Regions from separate parts of the Zea mays genome. Here region 1 is linked to region 2. A link is a contact called in public Hi-C data. All regions are on one chromosome and are shown on one strand. The core of a region is the stretch at or near the end of the contact, and the rest is flanking DNA. Distances in the headings are between cores, read along the strand shown. Region 1 holds the start of LOC100282385 (ubiquitin carboxyl-terminal hydrolase 6). Region 2 holds the start of LOC100383248.

The links. Hi-C and Micro-C count contacts between places; a contact is called where the count stands out from the background.
Region 1: a Hi-C map of tassel shows a contact between it and region 2, with 2.1 times the contacts expected there. The contact joins the promoter of LOC100282385 here to the promoter of LOC100383248 in region 2. A contact is called at or near these places in 2 of 25 Hi-C or Micro-C datasets (endosperm and tassel).

What each region holds. Positions count from the first base shown.
Region 1 is chr3:232,434,598-232,439,207 of Zm-B73-REFERENCE-NAM-5.0, reverse strand. It overlaps LOC100282385 (ubiquitin carboxyl-terminal hydrolase 6), which reads right to left and starts at 3,005. Exons shown (of 18, transcript NM_001368950.1): 1 at 2,917-3,005. The coding sequence starts at 2,926.
Region 2 is chr3:232,249,877-232,254,742 of Zm-B73-REFERENCE-NAM-5.0, reverse strand. LOC100383248 reads right to left here and starts at 1,329. Exons shown (of 7, transcript NM_001361979.1): 1 at 884-1,329; 2 at 740-808. The coding sequence starts at 1,306.

The sequences.
Region 1 (4,610 bases), core at 1,756-4,255, 180 kb before region 2:
CCAAAAAAAAGCAAAAGAAAAAGAGCAAGGAACTCTTGAGAACAGATGCAATACTACAATAACAGAATTCTATACACAACTGCACTCAAGTGAATAAAGAACTTCAGCTTCCAAAAATGAATGTAAAACTTGCTGGTTTTCAAATTTTTAATAAATATAATAATAATGGAACACATAATTGTGTGGACAGGTGGAGCAATGAGCATTATACACTCAAAACATAAAAAATATACACTGGAAAACAAAGACATCAGGTTTGCAATTCAGACTATGTTTGCTATAGATGTCTTATATTTTTCAAGAATTTATCACATTCAGTGAGCCCTAGCAACAAGCCTAAGCACAAGTGGCATGGTTCCACTGAAGGACAGCGTACAAGGCCCAGTTGGCTGCTTTTGGTGTGTAGGGAAAAAATCATGGCATCAAAGAGAATACATTTAACACAATGCCTAAAATAGGAATTCAACCATTGACACCTACAACTTTGAGGCTAGAACTGAGCGCCACCCTCACCTACAACCACCACCTCTGTGCTTCAAAGCCTGAACACCATGATGCCACAGGGTTCCACATTGCAATTCCACCTAAATATCTTAGTCACGGTCACAGAGAATTGAGGTTCAGGACCTGATGCTAGTGCGGCCTTGTGCAGGTGACAAAAGGCAAATGCAGCATTCACCTCCACGAGAGATAGCAATGGGTACCCGAAACCCGGTGGATTTTTGCTCTATTAGGACATGGGTTTGGGCTAATTTCTCTACCCATGGGTTTATTAATGGGTTCAAATGAAAACCCATCAGGTATGTGGGCATGGGTTTGTTCTTCCACTACCCATACCGCAAACCTGGGTTTTTAAAACCCGCCTTAGAATCAACATAACTTACAAATATGTCTCATAATATTATTAATTGAATATGTTCTAGTTGAAATAAACTCCATGTAACAAAGTTTAAGCTAAAATTAGTTATCACATGTTTCTTTTATCCTGGCTTATTAATATACTAGCCAGTTGTCCGTGCTTTGCTACAGTTTTTATATATCATATAAATAGGTATTGAGATATTTATTAAATATAATTATTGCTTATTTCTAAACACTAAGGTTTGTGTGGTCTGGTGGTTAGCCCCAAATTTCTGGAGCAGTGGGCGTGGGTTTGAGTGCTTGCTCTACACTATTTTTATATAATTATTATTTATTTCTAAACAAACACTAAGGTACGTGTGGTCTGGTGGTAGCTACGTGGGCGGGATCGGGTGCTGGACAGGTGCAGTAGCTGGCTGCGCGGGCGCTGCAGTGAGCAGTCCACAAGGCAGTAGCTGAGAGAGCGTTGTGCGGGCGCTAAGCGTGGGATCCACAAGGCACGGCGCTGAGGCGGCGCGTATGGGGCGGGCCCAGAATGTCAGCGCCGAGGGTGAAGCCATGGTCGCACCAGGTGCCCACATTAGGTTCTTAATAGAGTAGTATAGATTGACTGTCATTTACATGATGAATTATTTTTTCATGTTGATGTTAGTGGGTATGGAAAACCCGTTAGGTACCCGAAACCCGCATGGACATGGGTTTGGGCAAAATTTTATACCCGTCATGGGTATAGGTTTTTTTGGCGAGCGTATTTTTCTTGTTGGGTATGGGTTTGGGCAAGTGATACCCAATGGGTTTTTACCCATTGTCATCTCTACATGAGCTAAATGTAGCCATACAACAATAAGTCACAGCATGCCTGCAAAAACAGAAACCCAAACAATGAAAACAAGGGATATTTTGTTGATTTGCTGGTATTATACAATATCAAAGCAAGTCGGAGTAGCTCAGGCTTATGTCGTCCATATCACCATTTTGGATGTGAGCCATAAACCATTGGTATAAGTGGTGGTGTGTTTAACACTTAGATTAAGCCACAAGCATCCAGAAATATGGGCAATAGGCACACAACTTTGCATGGCCACAGACAAAATTAGGTCCCTCCAAGCACTATGAATCAAAAAACACTTTGCAAGAGGGGACACACAACACATACAATTATTCTAGCCTAGTACCTATAGTCCCTCACTCCCTCTGTCCTTAAGTGATTAGGCTGCCTCCAACAGCACATGCTAAAAACCAGCCAAATCGCTAAATATAGAATAGATTCCCTCCCCTATACCCTCCAGCAAAATCCTTTACAGCGTCCCTTAAATATAAAGGATGTTCATCCTCTATATAGAGATTCTGTACCCTCTCCACTATCCATTTTAATGTTTTAAACAATAGATTAAGCAAAACTACAATATATATTAAACATTTGAGAGTATGACAAATATGTACGTTCAAAAAAAACTAGAGCAAAATATGTCTCTAATATAGTTATTCACGTATAGATTATGCTGCTGGAGAAAAATGAGATATAGAGGAGAAAATCTTTTATTGGAGGCTATAAAGGAGGGATATAGAGGAGTGATATAGAAAACGCTGAGAAGTGATATAGAGAAAGCTGAAGACACCCCATGGACCCAAAAGACACCAGAGCACACATTCGCATGCAGCAAAGGCAAATGCAGCAAGGGAGCCTAGGGCGCCATGTAGCGCCTCCGTGAGCGTGGAGTCTGCCATCCAGAACCAAACCCTATTTTCCCAAGCGAACTTCCGGAACCACCAAAACAATACCGAAGCAACCCGCGACGTTACGGCGCCACAACCGCAACCCATCCCCGCAATCCGATCCCTGAACTTCCCTCGACTAAGAGACAAATCGATTAATCGAACCGAGCAGGGGCCTTCTCCTCTCTCCACGGGCGCACACGGAGCACATATTCGTACAAAATAATAATAACCTACCGCCGATTCGAACCAGAACCGGAGGATGCGGGGGCGACGAGATCGATAGAGGGGGGGGGGGAGGATGGGGACGGAGGCGGAGGAGCGGAGAGAGGAGCTCACCGGTCGGCATGACGGCGGTGCGGTGACGTTGTGGAAACGGGGTTTACTTGCTGGAGGAGAAAGGAATGGGGGCAGCACAGGCACAGGCACAGGCACAGGCACAGGCAATTAAAGAGCCAACAGCGGACGGGCAGCCGATCTTTGATGAGTCTTTCCTACCCCGAGACCACGAGTCATTAATGTTTAATAATATAAGTTAGAGCATCTCCAAGAGACTGGCTAAATACATTGTCAAACTAAATTTTAGCTATTTAATAACAAAATGACTCTCTAACAGACTAGTCATTTAACTTGACAAGCTATCCGCCTCTCTAAATTAACTCCCTCACTAGCAACTCTCACTAGCCAAGCTAAATTCCATGTTAGAGAGTCTGTTGGAATGAGATGTTATATATAGAGTTTAATCTTTATGGAGAGACAAATAAAGAGTCAAATAGAGAGTTAAAAATAAAGAGTCTCTTGAAGTTGCTCTTAGGCTAATCACAGTAGTCATTTCATAACACTCTTTACAACACTGCTACATCATTAAGAGTGTTATAAAACTAAGAATAAAACAATGTCTCTCAATACTAAGAAATCTCATCATGTTGCTCATCATACTTATACTGTATGATTAGTTGCCCGTATCATTTTATTCTGTACCATCGTGTGCGTTGACTTTATGTAAGCTACTGTTTGGTTACATGTACGCGGGAGACGTGGCCTGCGCGAACAGATGCAACATAAGTCATTTCACTTGCATCCGCAGGAACGCCCAAAACTGGCGTACCCACACAGCCACCCTCGCCGGAGCCTGCGCGGTCGTACGCAGGTATCCAATCAAACTGATATTTACAGAAATGAGGCTTCTAGTTTTAGGCATACAATTCATGTAAAGATGTCTAAGAAAAAAGATAGTTGGTGCTTCGAATGAACCTAGTATTTCATTTAAGACCTTTAATGCATATTTGTTCTTACTAACAAATCAGGTAAACTAGTTGTCAAATATGTTGGGGCAAGCAAATGAATCCAAAGACTTGTGTTTGGGTATCCAATGTGCTTGTTTCTAATGTGAAAGGACCCAAAACTGTTTGGGTACCTAAGGACACGGCCTAAATCTGTGTTGTAGGTTTATGCATCCGGTGGAACAAGTTGGATAATCGACAGCGGGTGCACAAACCACATGACAGGGGAGAAAAGAATGTTCACCTCATATGAGAAAAATGATGATCTCCAAAGAGCAATCACATTTGGGTATGGGAATCAAAGTTTGGTCAAAGAATTGGGTAAAATTGCTATATCACCTGACTATTCCATTTCTAATGTATTTCTTGTAGATCTCTAGGTTACAATTTGCTTCATGAGTCTCAATTATGCAAAATGGGCGACAACCGTTTATTTACTGATGTTGATGTTATCGTCTTTAGAAGAAATGATGATTCATTAGCCTTTAGGGGTGTTAGACGGTCAGCTATATTTAGTTGATTTCACTGATGATAATGTTGAACTAAACACTTGCCTAATTGCTAAGACTAATATGGGTTGGTTCTGGCATCGTCGACTTGCTCATATTGAGATAAAGAATCTTTACAAGCTTTTAAACGAGAACACATTTTAGGACTAACCAACGTTCATTTTGAGAAAGACGAGATTTGTAGTGCATGTTAAGCAGGGAAGCAGATTGGAGCTCATCATCCACACAAGAACATCATGAC
Region 2 (4,866 bases), core at 80-2,579:
TATAAGCGCATAAATTTGGTTAAAATATCCCTTTTTAACTCTTCATTGCGCAAATAAAGACAATGCATGAGGACAATTTAAGGCCATACGAATAAAATGTGTCCACAATGTGTAGACTTGCGGACACAAGGCGAAGTAGAAAAGGCTCTAACAGAATCCGTGGAGGCGCTCAGGCATGGATAGTTGATCCACGAGGCCCCTTGCAGCAGCTGCCACCCGATCCTATATATGGATGGACGTTGACAGCCTGGGCCAGACCTCCACGGGTCAAGCCCCAGAAGAGGCCCCATCATCCATGGGGGGAGCCTTCCAAGAACCGGACGCAGAGCAACAAATCGGCCACCGTGGGTGTCACGAGTGGGTGCCCCTTCGCGCAAAGGGCAGCCCCTCGAGGAAGGAGCGAGCAGCCTCAGGAACTCACCCACCTTGGCAGCTCCATCAACAAGACCTGCCCTCAGCCAGTCCCACTTATAGATTGGCCGAGGGCACGTGAGGCAGCATACGACATTAGCTCCACCTCAGAGCAGATATCGCATCTGCCACAGATATGGAGATAAGCAGTTGGTACACGAGCCCTGATTTAGCACAATGAAGCAAATAAAGAGACAAGCAGGCAACTGGAGCACGTGTCCACGATCCATTTAGCTCGCCATATTTGAAGACCTTTATTCCTCGCATGCGACTCTGTTAGGGTTAGAGTTAGATCATGAGTTAGGTGGGTTCACCCACTGAATCATACCTCCTTCAGAATTTCTGACGGGAAGCCACCAGCCTCAAATGAAGTTATTGGAGTCGGCACATTATCCCCCTGCAGCAAGATGAGAGAGTACGAGTTTGAGCTGCATCTAACATTGTAGCAGATGTGGCAGCGTAGAATTCATACCGTGACGGTGATCTCATGGCGGCGGCGGTATGCCTCGGTGGAAGGATCGTCGGCGACGGCTACCGGAGCCGGATGGTGGTGGGAAGACGCCGTCTTGGAGGACGCGTGCTCGTCGTGGCGCCTGTCACGGTCACGGTCGCGGTCCCTGTGGTCGCGCCGGGGTGGGGTGCGGGATCGGGATCTGGACCTGTCGCGGCGGTCGCGGCTCCGTGGAGGCGGGGGTGGCAACGGAGGCGGAGGCGGGAGGAGCTGGCTCTCGGGGGGCACAGGCCGCTCGTACTGCGTGACGTTCGTCTCCGGGTTCCAGTAGTAGAGGTAGCCGGTGGTGCCGTCGACGAGGCCGCGCCACGGCTTGGGCAGCGTCGGGTCATCCGGGGCGTACCGCGGGGCCGCGCGCCCGGATGAGCCAGTCCCTCCTGACATCAGATCTGGCCGGATCTTTGGTCTCCAGGCTCCAGCGACGGCTGCTCCGCGGAGGCCGCCGAGGACGGACGAGATGAGGGCTCTGTGGCGACGGCGGCTAGGTACAGGCCGATGCGAGGGTTTCGGATTTGTGTCTTTTTGCCCCACTAATAATATTCAGCCGTGCTCTCGTTTTATTGCGCTTCTAGGTGCTAGCGGAATCGTGGTCGATTTGGAATGTTGCAACTAATTTCCAACTCAAGCTCACACATCTCCAACAATATCATTCAGGGTTGTTTGGTTATTATGACTAAAGTTTAGTTTATTTATTTAAATATTAATTATGAGTACTAAATATAGTTTAATTATAAAAATAATAACACAACTAAAAACTAACTATCCAGATAAATTTATTAAACTAATTAATCTATGATTAGCAAATGTTTACGGTAGCATTTTGAGCATTATGTAATGATATGACATAGACCAACTTCTCATATGATTGTAAGCACTTACATTTTTTACATTTTCTAGAGAGCGTGATTACTTTTGTTGGGTTTCTCGCAAAACAACTTTGTCACACTCGGATTCAAAGTCAAAAATAGATGCATCTTAAATGTGCGCTAGAATCAAGTCCACACATACAATGACTCAGTGTATAGAGAAGAATGACATGATATTTATTACATAACATGAATGTTTTAAAAATAATTGATAATAAATTAAATCGAACTAAAATAACCATCTCCAAGGCGTCGTAGTTGACTAGGAGACAACGTCTAGATGTCATCGAACTCATCGTAGTAGTCCTCCTCTTGTGGTGTCTGCTCTTGACCATGTGTGATTATAGCAAGGATGGGCTCTCATGCAATCATCGCTCAGCAAGTGTGGGTAAAAGTGTTGTCGGGTACCGTAATTAAGGGTACCCCCAACACTCCTAAACACGGATGGTAAGCACCATCAGCACAAACTGCAGAGACCTCGTCTACCAAGGGACGCAATCTCGCCTCGCCCAACCCCGGCCTCGGGCGGGAACAGTAGTCCCGGACGAATTCACACCTCGCCCGAGGGCCTCCTCAGGCAGTGGACGCACCCCCGGCTCGCCCGAGGCCCAGCTCGGGCAGGCTTCATCGAGAAGCAACCTTGGCCAAATCGCCTCACCAACCGACCATATCGCAGGCGCATTCAATGCGAGGATCGTCTGACACCTTATCCCGACACGCGTGCCTCAGTCGGCAAGGTCGAAGTGACCGCAGTCACTTCGCCCTTTCACTGACCGATCTGACAGGAAAACAGCGCCGCTCACCCCGCTCCGACTGCTGTGCCAGCCACCCGGGCAAGGCTGACAACAGCAAGTTCAGCCTCGGGCGCAACAGGAAGCTCCGCCTCGCCCGACCTTAGGCCTCGGCCTCGGGAGGAGGTCTCCGCCTCGCCCGACCCCAAGACTCGGCCTCAGCCTCGGCCTCGGGAGGAATCGCGTCCTCGCCCGACCCCGGCCTCGGCCTCAGGAGAAGTCTCCGCCTCGCCCGACCTAGGGCTCGGACCGACCGCGTCATGGGGGATACATCATTACCCTACCCCTAGCTAGCTCAGGCTACGAGGGAACAAGACCGGCGTCCCATCTGGCTCGTCCTGGTAACAGGTAATGATGGCTCCCCGCGTGCGTCCGTGACGACGGTGGTTCTCATCCCCCTACGGAAGCAAGGAGACGTTAGCAGGATCCTAGCAGCACCGCCAGCTGTGCTTCTACAGGGCTCAGGCACTTCACCCGTCAGCTCGTCCTGACCCCTCGTACCTGAGATGACGGTGCAATCCGCCCCCGACGTGACTTCACCACTACCCATCGATCAAGAGGTACCGTCCGTTTTCCACCCTGTGCCTTTTAGATTCAACTTCGATCCACCAAGCGACCCCGCTTCGGTGAGCACTTTCATAAAGGCATATCCTAACCTTCCGGGGTACCAAATGTGGTCATCCTGGGACCGACTGACGACCGTCTCAACCTACGGGCCCCCGGGTTCCGAGGAAGAAGACGACCCCGACTCCGGTTGGGATTTCTCCGGGCTCAGTGATCCCAGTGCCATGCGAGACTTCATGACTGCATGTGACTACTGCCTCTCCGGTTGCTCTGATGATGGCCACAGCCTTGACGACGAGGGTTGTGGCCCAAGTCGCGAATGTTTCCACGTCGATCTAGGGGGTCACGACGAAGGCAACCACCTCGGTATGCCAGAGGATGACGATCCCCCTGTGCCTGCTTCTCGCGTTGACATCCCACGGGAGCTAGCTGTGGTCCCAGTCCCTGCGGGGGGTCAGGACACACAGCTCGAGCAAATCCGCGAGATGCAGGCCAAGCTCGACGAGGAAGGAGGGCAACTTGTGCAGCTCCCGCAAAACAACGAGCAGGAGTGGGCAGGCCGAGCACTCGCTGGAGAAGCACGTCATCGGGCTCGGGACGTCCAACGTCGTATCGTTGACGATGCCAGGGCAAGGCTGCCCCCGGCCTCCAGCGGGGTCGGCCAGAATCTGGCTGCAGCGGCAATACTACTCCGAGCAATGCCGGAGCCATCCACCACCGAGGGGCGGCGTATCCAGGGAGAACTCAAGAATCTCCTGGAGGGTGCCGCGGTCCGACCCAAAAGCTCTGCCTCCCAAAGGCAAGGGTGCCCCCCGGAGCATCGCGCAACGACTTCCCGACTCATGTGGGAGGCCTCGGTCCACACCGGGCGCACGCGAGACACGACGCCTGCAGCCCCGGATCGCCTCGGCAACGAGCACCACCACCGCGACCGTCAAGCCTGCCTCGACGAGAAGGTGCGCCGAGGCTACCACCCCAGGCGTGGGGGACGCTACGACAGTGAGGAGGATCGGAGCCCCTCGCCTGAACCACCAGGTTCGCAAGCCTTCAGCCGGGCCATACGACGGGCGTCGTTCCCGGCTCGGTTCCTGGCCCCGACTACCATTACCAAGTACTCGGGGGAAACAAGGCCGGAGTTGTGACTTGCAGACTACCGGCTGGCCTGCCAGCTGGGAGGAACGGACGACGATAACCTCATCATCCGCAACCTCCCCCTGTTCCTCTCCGACACTGCTCGGGCCTGGCTGGAGCATCTGCCTCCTGCGCAGATCTCCAACTGGGACGACCTAGTCAAGGCCTTCGCTGGAAACTTCCAGGGCACGTACGTGCGCCCTGGGACCTCCTGGGACCTCTGAAGTTGCCGCCAGCAGCCAGGGGAATCCCTGCGAGAGTACATCCGGCGGTTTTCGAAGCAGCGCACCGAGCTGCCCAACATCACCGACTCGGATGTCATCGGAGCGTTCCTCGCCGGCACCACTTGTTGCGGCCTGGTGAGCAAACTGGGCCGCAAGACTCCCACCAAGGCGAGTGAATTGATGGACATCGCCACCAAGTTCGCCTCTGGTCAGAAGGCGGTCGAAGCCATCTTCTGGAAGGACAAGCAGCCTCAGGGACGCCAGCAGGAAGACGTCCCCGAGGCGTCCGCCCAGCGTGGCACGAAGAAGAAGGCCAAGAAGAAGTCGCAAGCGAAGCACGACGCCGCTGACGCGGATCTCGTCGCTGC